Regions from separate parts of the Sus scrofa genome. Here regions 2 and 3 are each linked to region 1. The links are chromatin contacts, called in public Hi-C and promoter capture Hi-C maps. All regions are on one chromosome and are shown on one strand. Each heading gives the region's core, a stretch centred on a gene start, on an enhancer-like site or on the middle of the called end of the contact. The rest is flanking DNA. Distances are from core to core; before and after follow the strand shown. Region 1 has its middle 95 kb from the start of SLC2A1. Region 2 overlaps ZNF691 (zinc finger protein 691). Region 3 holds the start of ZNF691 (zinc finger protein 691).

What was found. Promoter capture Hi-C pulls out the DNA fragments that hold promoters and counts their contacts. A called contact is a pair of places that touch in the nucleus more often than the background predicts.
Region 2: a Hi-C map of fetal liver shows a contact between it and region 1, with 2.3 times the contacts expected there. The contact joins two enhancer-like sites. A contact is called at or near these places in 3 of 5 promoter capture datasets (fetal liver, fetal skeletal muscle and skeletal muscle), 34 of 47 Hi-C or Micro-C datasets (adipose tissue, alveolar macrophages, blood and 15 more) and 2 of 2 datasets of contacts at active chromatin or transcription factors (alveolar macrophages and skeletal muscle).
Region 3: a contact with region 1 is called in a promoter capture Hi-C map of fetal liver, with 3 times the contacts expected there. The contact joins the promoter of ZNF691 here to the enhancer-like site in region 1. A contact is called at or near these places in 3 of 5 promoter capture datasets (fetal liver and liver), 23 of 47 Hi-C or Micro-C datasets (adipose tissue, alveolar macrophages, blood and 13 more) and 2 of 2 datasets of contacts at active chromatin or transcription factors (alveolar macrophages and skeletal muscle).

Annotation. Positions count from the first base shown.
Region 1 is chr6:168,439,226-168,442,166 of Sscrofa11.1, forward strand. No RefSeq gene overlaps it. Among named protein-coding and RNA genes, the nearest start is that of SLC2A1, 95 kb to the right of the region's middle. Within about 2 kb of position 1,641, at least 7 of the 83 cell types and tissues checked have an H3K27ac peak or open chromatin away from gene starts, as enhancers often do. A contact at or near this core is called in fetal liver, where this site is marked.
Region 2 is chr6:168,572,340-168,575,437 of Sscrofa11.1, forward strand. The region is part of intron 2 of ZNF691 (zinc finger protein 691); the gene reads right to left. Among named protein-coding and RNA genes, the nearest start is that of ZNF691, 23 kb to the right of the region's middle. Within about 2 kb of position 1,297, at least 1 of the 83 cell types and tissues checked has an H3K27ac peak or open chromatin away from gene starts, as enhancers often do. A contact at or near this core is called in fetal liver, where this site is marked.
Region 3 is chr6:168,595,077-168,597,961 of Sscrofa11.1, forward strand. It overlaps ZNF691 (zinc finger protein 691), which reads right to left and starts at 1,375. Exons shown (of 3, transcript XR_002345245.1): 1 at 1,235-1,375. ERMAP (erythroid membrane-associated protein) reads right to left here. Exons shown (of 13, transcript XM_021096912.1): 13 at 1,446-2,885.

The DNA.
Region 1 (2,941 bases), core at 391-2,890:
CCTAATGAAGGATCCAAACAATGTTCCCACGTGTGGTAAATGCCACCTTCAAAATACAGCCACGTGGTGTGCCCCTTTCTTTGCAGTGAGAAGCAACAACTTGTCCTTTACCAGACTTCCCGTCCCGGTGCAGCGGCAATGAACCCGACAAGCACCCGTGAGGACATAGGTTCAATGCCTGGCTTCGCTCAGTGGGTTAAGGATCCGGCATTGCCGTGTAGGTCGCAGACACGGCTCAGATCTCACGTTGCTGTGGCTGTGGTGCAGGCCAGCAGCTGTAGCTCCGATTGACCCCTAGCCTGGGAACCTCCATGTGCCACGGGTGCTGCCCTGAAAGGACAAAAAGAGAAATACATACATACATACATAACTTGTCCTTTACCTTAGAAGGACTGTCTCCTTTAGGGGAGAAGTTGGCCAACAACTGTCGGGCCCCCCTCCTATTTTTGTAAATGATGCTTTAGGGGAACACACAGCATGTCCATTCATTTATGTGCGGCCAATGGCTGGTTTCCCACCACGATGGCAAAATTGAGTAGCTGTGAAGGAACCTTATGCCTCGCAAAGCCTAAAATGTTTACTGACCGTCCCTTTAAAGATAAAATTCGCCAGCGCCTGCTCTAACACCGCTAATCCATGGCACGTAGTTCCTTAAATTATCACCTGTAATTGGCTAGACTCAGCGGCCTATGGAAGGCAAGGCTTTGGAAGATCAAGTAGCGATAATTATAGAACATTATGGAATATTCTTTCCAAAATGAAGGGCAGCTATTGCATCAGTCCTCTCCAGTCACAAAGAACCAAGCACATCTTTGGATGTGGAAGATTTCAGGGGGCTTGCTGCTGGAGCGTATTTACTGAGTAACCCCCCAGGCTGCCACAGGGGGGCGATGTGGCATCTTGGAAAGTTCAGCTTCAGACTAGACGGATGACTTGAGCCTATTTTCTCACATGCAAAATGACCATAAATAACTTCTTCATTAAAAAAAAAAAAAAGGAATCCCCTTGTGTCACAGCAGGTTAAGGATCCAGCGTTGTCACTGCTGCAGCTCGGGTCGCTGCTATGGCATGGGGTCAGTCCCTGGCCCAGGGAACCTCCATCACATGCTGTAAGCAAGGACAAAAACAAAAACAAAAAACTTCTTCATAGGGTTCTGGTAACTATAAAGCAAGCTAACACGTGAGAAAGCCCATGAAAGGCCACATCCTTGCCTGCACCACTTTGCAATCTGATGCCAGTCCAATGACATCTGCCCAGAGTAAAAACTGCCCCATAAGGGTTGGCAACAATTCTATTTTCTTCCGTTGCGTTGTCACATGGATACAGAAGTGCCTATGAAACATTAATGTAGAGTTTAAAGAATAATAATAATGTGACACCCTTCTAACTAGCACTTGAGTCAGAAACAGAATGTGGCCACTTACCCTGTAAAATGACCCCCAGCTGAGAGGCAGATGGGGGCTGAAATCGATGAAGCGTCTGCCAGTGCCCTCTGCTCCACAGTCTCGTATCCAGTGAGATGTGGGCGTACACTAACTTCCCCTGAGCCCCCAACCCTGAAAGGGCCCGTTGGGGTTATCCCAAGGTCATCCCACTCCGCTTCTGCAGCAAGCAGCTTGTTCCCTCTCCTTTCTGTCGGGACAAGTCGCATTTAGAACAACAGAGGGCAGCCACTCCCCACCGGTGATGGTGCCTAGGCCGACAACAGCTAAACCAAGGGGGCCAAGGCCCACCTCCCAGGGCCCTTCTGATCCCCGCTCCTGCTCAGGCCCACGCCACACATCAGAATGAAGCAGTGTAGAGACCCATGCCATTGGTAAACGAGAGACCTGGGCTTGAATCCGACTCTGCCATTTCCTACCCGTGACCTTGAACAAATGACCTCTGCAAGCCACGGTTTCCTCACCCGGAAAAATCCGGTGCAAAAATAGTATGTACCTCATAGGGTTGCTGGGATGACAAGTGGGATCCTGTGGGTCCAAATACTGTCCCAATAGTCCTTGTTCTCGGGCATCGTGCCAGTGCATCCCATCGGAATGTCACCACAGTCCTGGCGGGCAGAGAAAGCGAACGTGACTGCTTCATTCTTCAGATGGAGAAACTGAGGTTTGGGAGTGCCCGCTATCGCACAGTGGGTTAGGAATCTGACTGCAGCAGCTGGGGTTCCACCCCTGGCCCAGGAACTTTGCATGCTGTGAGTGTGGAAGGAAGGAGGGAAGGAAGGCAGGCAGGCAAAGAGAGATGGAGGGAGGGAGGAAGAAGGAAAGAGAAAGAAAGAAACTGAAGCTGAAAGAGGCTCCTTGACCCGCAGAAGCGTGATGGTCACCGTTTATCTTCTCCTCCTCTCTCTCCACCATCCACAGTGTTGGCAGCTGACCTCAAAGACTCACTCATAACCCTTTTGTGACTCTGGCACGTGTTCTGAGGTCCAGAGAGCAAACACCTCACTCATGTGAGCCAGAGGGGAGCCGGAGGTCACCGGATCCAGGACTCCATGAGCCCGGCCGGTGGGCTCCTGTCCGGTGTGGTGACCACAGCCCCATCTAAGCCATTGCCCAGCTCTGATTCACCGTCGCAGGATCCCATCCTTGGCTTGCCTCCCTGACTGGACTGTGCTAAAAGAGGAAGCATCTCGAGGCATAGGTATTACCATGGAAAATCAGCCAAAGCGTGTTGCTGAATGAACAAGGGATGTGCCAAACGGGGCGCACATGACCCCGCTTTCTGTCTCTGAATATCAGCAGAGGAAAAAAGTGGAAGGTCGTGATACACACTGTAAAATTAAAATATTAATATACAAGGTAAAAATGCGTATCTCTGGGTGGCAGAATTACAGATACGTTTTGTGTTGCCTCCCTGTACTTTCGTATGTGTTTCTAAATTTATACAGAAGCATGTTTTATTTCTACAATCAAAACTCTGTGTGTGTGTGTGTGTGTG
Region 2 (3,098 bases), core at 47-2,546, 130 kb after region 1:
AAATTCCTTTATCTTTTTCAGTGTCCATGAGATCAGATGTCCCCCTTTTCACTTCTGATATTAGTGATTTGTGTCCTCTTTTTTCTTAGCCTAGCTAGAGACATATCAATTTTATTCACCTTTTCAAAGAATGAGTTTTTGGTTTTGTTAATTTTCTCTATGGATGTCCTATTTTCACTTTCATTCGTTTCTGGTCTAATTTTGCATTGTTTCTTTTCTTTTCTTCTGCCTTCTTTGGATTTAATTTTCTTTTTCTAATTTCCAAATGTAGAGCTTAGATTATTGATTTTAGATCTTTCCTCTTTTCTACTAAGTTAGATTTCTTATATATTTATATTTATAAACACATGCACATATATTCTAATATATATATATTTCTAATATATTAGATTCAATGCCATCGAAGCACTGCTTTTGCTATGTCCCACAAATTTTGGTAAGTTGTATTTTCATTTAGTTCAAAATATTGTAAAATTTCTCTTGATGTTTCTTCTTTGGCCCATGTGTTGTTCAGAAGTTTTGTATTATTTAAAGCTTATTTACTACTTTAATTTCCATGTATTTTGGATGACAGAGCTATTTTCCTGTTGTTGATTTCTAGCTTAGTTCCGCTGTGATCTGAGAGCACCCACTCCATGGTTTCTCTTCTATTCCTGAGTGCTCCAAGCTGTGCCAGCTTGGGAGAAGGGCTATTGCGGGTGAAATGCAATGCTTCCTCTTATCTGCTTCAATGCAGCTGTTCTTGGCTTTTAGCTTGTCTGGGTACTGCGACTTCTTAACTGGTTTCTGGAAGTCTCATAAAGGCTTTTTGGACTGCACACTGTAAGTTAATGTCTCTGTCGAAGAAGGAAGTCTGAGGCTTCCTATCCCACTACCTTGCTAACACCACTCCTCTCGGGCAGGTTAATTTTTGTAACGAGTACACCTGGAAGCTGAGGCTCTTTATATAGATGCCCTTTAAACTAAATATGCTCACATACTCCTTGGAAAGTTTTTGTGAACGCCTAGGAGTATGCATATCCAGTCTGAAGACCGCTTTTCTGGAGGGCTCAGATTGAGTATTCTTCTGGCTTCCCTTGTGATTTTGTTTGCTCACTCTGCCCCTGTTATGCCAACAGGGTGCCAGCTCCCTATACAGGGTCTCTTCCATCCCCAGCCTGGGACATCTGGCCAAGGAGAGCATCTGGCAGGCTTTGAGGGATGAGTGATGGGCAGCTGTCCTGGGCCCACATACAGCAGCAGGGCTTCCATTCGACCAGGAAGACAGGCTAGTCCCTCATCCCTCTCAGGAAGCTCTCCAGGTTTATCTCAGACCCACATACACTGAGATATGTGTCAGGGTGGGCTGCCTTCCATCACTAGTCTCTCTCTGCAGGAAGGCAGAGGGGAAACGGAATGAGCTGTTCTCTCACAGAGCATTCTGAATGGCTCCTTCTCCAGCTCTGCTCCTGTTTTCCCACACTTCCTAAGGAAGCCTTCTTCTTTCTTCTGAATGACCACAGCCAGGTTCTCGGCACGGGTGCAGTTTGATAAAGATGTCCTTCCTCTGAACAGCATGTGAAAAGCATGGTCAGCTTCATTTCAGTCTCAAGCTTAGGCTTCCTACACACCCTCCCTCTGGAACTGAGCTGTACCCTTTCCGTGTCTGCAGATATACTGTCTCTGGGACAATGCTCCATTCCTTTGGGTGTCTGGAAGCAGGGCCTCTGCTTTGTTCCAGTTTGCCCCTTTGTCTATGGTCTTGTGAGCATTAAGGTCTATTTATGGCTAGGTTCTTCACACTCTGAAGTGGGGGTTTTAACCCTAAGTCAGGACCTGGACCTAGTCTGGAAGCCTCTGACCTGCTTGTCCCCATGCTCCAGGCCTTGAGAATCAGGAACTTGATGGGGTGCTCAATAAGTGGAAACGATTAACCTTAAACCCAACCAACACTCCACACGACAACCCCAACGCTCTCCAGGATGCCACCCATTACCAAGGGCTCTACGGTGGCCCATTCTAACCTGGATCCGGGACAAAACCAACACCTTCCGCCTAGACTGGCTGCTCCGTGGAGGCCACTGGAACACTGTCCCCAACAGGAAGCAGCCTAACACAAAGAGGTTATCAAGAAGTGTCTGGCGCATCTGACGTACGCTCGTTACTCTACATGGCTACCACCCACAATACCATCGGGACACGTCCCCATCTTGCCATCTCGCTTATTTCTTTTCTGAGGCTAACAAACCCAGGCTCCTGCAATCTGGTTTAATTAGACAAGTCCCTGAACAACTTTTATGTCAGTCACTGAAGAAAGGCAAAACAGACATCCCTGCCCTCAAAATGCAATCCTGGGAAGAATAAAGGATACACAGTTAGGTTCCACTGTGGTGTCGTGATTCCTGGCCAAAAGAAAGGCCATATGACGGCAGTACACGTGAATGATATAGTGAGGCATCTCAAGAAATTGAAGAGAGAAGTTTGCCCACCACAGTGGAATCTGTTTTTGCTGCCTGTCATCCAATCACCCATCCTCAGGAGGAATGTTCTCTCCCTACTCTCAGCCCATATGTTTGTGGCAGATTTGACTCCACCACCAATTTGGGGGAGGAGGGTCAACCTGCAACTCCAGGCATGGCCGTGAAAACATCACATTTCTTAAGTCACGATGATGGTTCCAGAGCAGACCCATGGCTAATCATAGTCAATGAGAGGCAATGACCCTCTTGCGGGAACACTGGGGGAGAGGCAGCCACATTTTTAAGCTATATACTTGAGTCCAGAGGGAGAGCTCCAGCCACCTTGCATCATGAGGGGAAAGAGAGCCTGTCTCTGAAGGGAGGCAACACAGACAGATGGATAGAGAGACGAAGGGTTTAAGTCTATGGCAACCCAAGAAATAGCAAAGACAAAAAAAAAAGTCTATAGCAACCCTGCCTGAAGCCAGAATTTTCTGTTGACATGAGCCAGTAAAGTCTCTTTCCAAGCTGAAATTGACTACTTAGATTTAAAGTCAACCTACAATGCATATCAGCAGACATTAGGTCACTTCAAAACATTTTATTTAATTGTTCTGAAGCGACGGGACTTCTCCAGAGGCTGCCATCAGGAAAACCACA
Region 3 (2,885 bases), core at 125-2,624, 160 kb after region 1:
AAAGACTTGGGATTACAGTCGCTACCCTAAAAGAGTTTATGGTACAGTGCAATCGAACAGGCCATGAACTCCAGAAACTGTCATACAGGGTAGAAGGCTATGTCCCAGGAGAAGCAGGGACACTGTAATGTGCCCAAGGGCACACAGCAGGACTAGGAGCGGCAGGACTGAGACCCATGCCCATCACTCAAAAGCCAGTGCTTTTAAGCATGGCACCAGTATTGGAGGGAGAGGAGAGAAAGAGGGAAGGAAGAAAGGAAAGAAGGAAATAACAACACGCCAGGGAAGGTCTGATGACACAGGCATAACTCCCTTTAAAGATCAAGGATGAGCAGCTTAGCTTCACCGAAAAGGCAGTCTTTGAGGCACGTCTTGTGGGATGGGTGAGCAAGGTTGGGACTGACAGGGATGGGGAGCCCACTATTTACTGAGAAGACAGTGGCAGGTAAAGTAAAAAGGCACTGTCATATCACATTTCAGAGTGGAGCGGAGAAAGAGGCCCATGGAGCTTATCTTCCCAGGAGGCTCAGAGGTACAGGGAGGCCCAAGGGTGGAAGGGATTGAGGGAGTGGAAAAGGAACCAGGTCTAAGACGTAAGCGCCAAGAAGGTGGGGCTGGTCATCACAGATGCCGAAGACCAAAGGCCTGGACTAGAGGTGGAGGGCCAAGCTTGATCTTTAGGATGGAGTCGAGAGCTGGGGGTGGGATGGGGAAAGGAGGAGTTTGGAAAGTCCGGGGAAAATGCATTAAAGAACAGGGAATCGTACCGGGGGTGGAAACGGGGTCAGAGTTAGAGTTAACCAAAAGAGTTAGAGGGTCCGAGGAGGTGGTCAGGGGACCCGCCCAAGAGGCGCGGTTGTGTGTGGCGGGGCGGGGTCTGAGGGTACAAGCGTCCTCCCAAGGACCCGAGCTGGGTTCAGAGCTGCTGGCGGGGTTAGGGCCGAAGGGGTGCGAGAGGAGAGGCCGACTCCAAAGGTTCGGTCAGTGACAGCGGGGCTGGAGTACTCAAAGGCCAACAGGATTAGGGCGGGAGGGCAGGGGCTTGGGGCCAGCAGCCTGGCCATGCAGGCCCTGGGAAGGGAACAGGGGGTGGGGCCCCACTTGCTCCCCACAAGGTCCGGGCAGCAAAACCCGAGCACCAACGCCCCGGTGAAAGGGAAGGAGGTGCTTTTACAGGTCCCCGAGAAGCCATGCGCGCCTCCCCGCCGCGTCCTCGGGCCCAAACGCGACCCACCTCGCTCCCGCCGCTGGGTCAGGGACGGCGCCGCCTCGTTTGGCCCCCGGGGGGGAGGAGCCGGAACCGGAACCCATAAAGGACCCGCCCTGCCTCTTCAGGATTGGTGCCTGAGGATTGTCCTTCCTTTCTATTGGCTACACTGGATGCCGCAACGCACAGGCGAGGCTGCCAATAAGATTTGGCCTCCTGCGTGGCCCGCTGGGAGTTGTAGTTCTGCGAAGATTTTGGCCGTGGAGAAGAAATTCGTAAAGTTTAGAATTTAGTGATGGAAACTGGGTTCCCTTTAAGGTCTTGGGATTTCCTTCTGCGCTCCAGCGTTAAAAGCCCAGCTTGCAGGGCCACCGGTCTGGGAAGTTGTAGAATATGTCGACCTAACCTTCATGACCTCCAAGGGGTCATGAACTCAGAATTTCTTTACTCTGACCCTTGATGACATCGCATGAAACCAGAGTTCTGCACGTCACTTGAGGTTCATAATTTAAAGTCAAAGGATGGTGGAACCGGAAAGGGGTCTATTTATTGGTTTGTTTGTTTGTATTGACTATAAACAATATCAAGTATAGTTTATTTGTAATAGTTTGTTACTTTCGTGGGAGTACAGCATAGTGATTTGGGGTTGTTGTTTACAGATTATACAAAATTATAGGTTATTACAAAATACTTTGTATGATTCCCTGTGCTATACAGTAAATACTTGTTGGGTTTTTGTTTTATGTATAGCAGTTTGTATTTGTTAATCCCATACTCCTAATTTGTGTCTTCCCTGAAGAGGGTTTAAAGATCAACCAATCCAGTCCATTTGTCAGAGAAGCTAAAGGTTTCCTGCCCAAGAAACTACCTTCAGTTTTCCAAAGCCCCTGCAGAGGGATTTTTCTGGGTGCTTTGAAATTAAACCTGACTGTTCATTCCTCAATCCAGACACAAGAAGACCACTAAGGCATATCCAGGATTAGGGTTTTTTTTTTTTTTTTTCCGGGTTTAACTTTAAAAAAAAAAGTCTAATTGAATATGTAGGCTAAAATTCTACAGGTCTTTCATATCTTCAGAGTAGTTCAGTGCAAAAAGAGGAGTATCATCTTCAGAGCTAGAAACACTAGATTTATCATCCCAGTTCTACTACATAACCCTTTAGAGCATTATTTCCTTCCCCTATAAAATTGCTGGCAGAATTATTTTTGTAGAGATTAAATAAGTTAATATATGTAAAGCTTCTGCCTCCACAAATGTCAGTTCTCTTTCCTGCTGTTAAGTTTTCTTGGGTGCAGCCAGTGTGAACAATGTGAATCAATTTTAAGATTGGGATGCTCACGAAAGTATGTTTGAAACTGAATATGGATGAGGGAAATATAAAGGACCCATATTTGCAACTATTTTATAAACTGATATAAATGAAATCCTAAGAAGGCAGAGACTCAGAAGCAAACTGTGGCTTTATGTTTAACTGCGGGTAAAACTTACCTGAGTGGAATCAAGGCTGCCCAAAAACCAATCCTATCACATGCTTTCCTCCTGCTAGCCCAAAGCCTTTCCCCACAACTTCGGATTCACAGTGAAAATAACAGGATGAATACCAAACTTTTATTTAAGGACTGCACAAAAGCAAACGACAAATTCCACTTGGGTGCTGTGATAGTTAATTATATGTGTC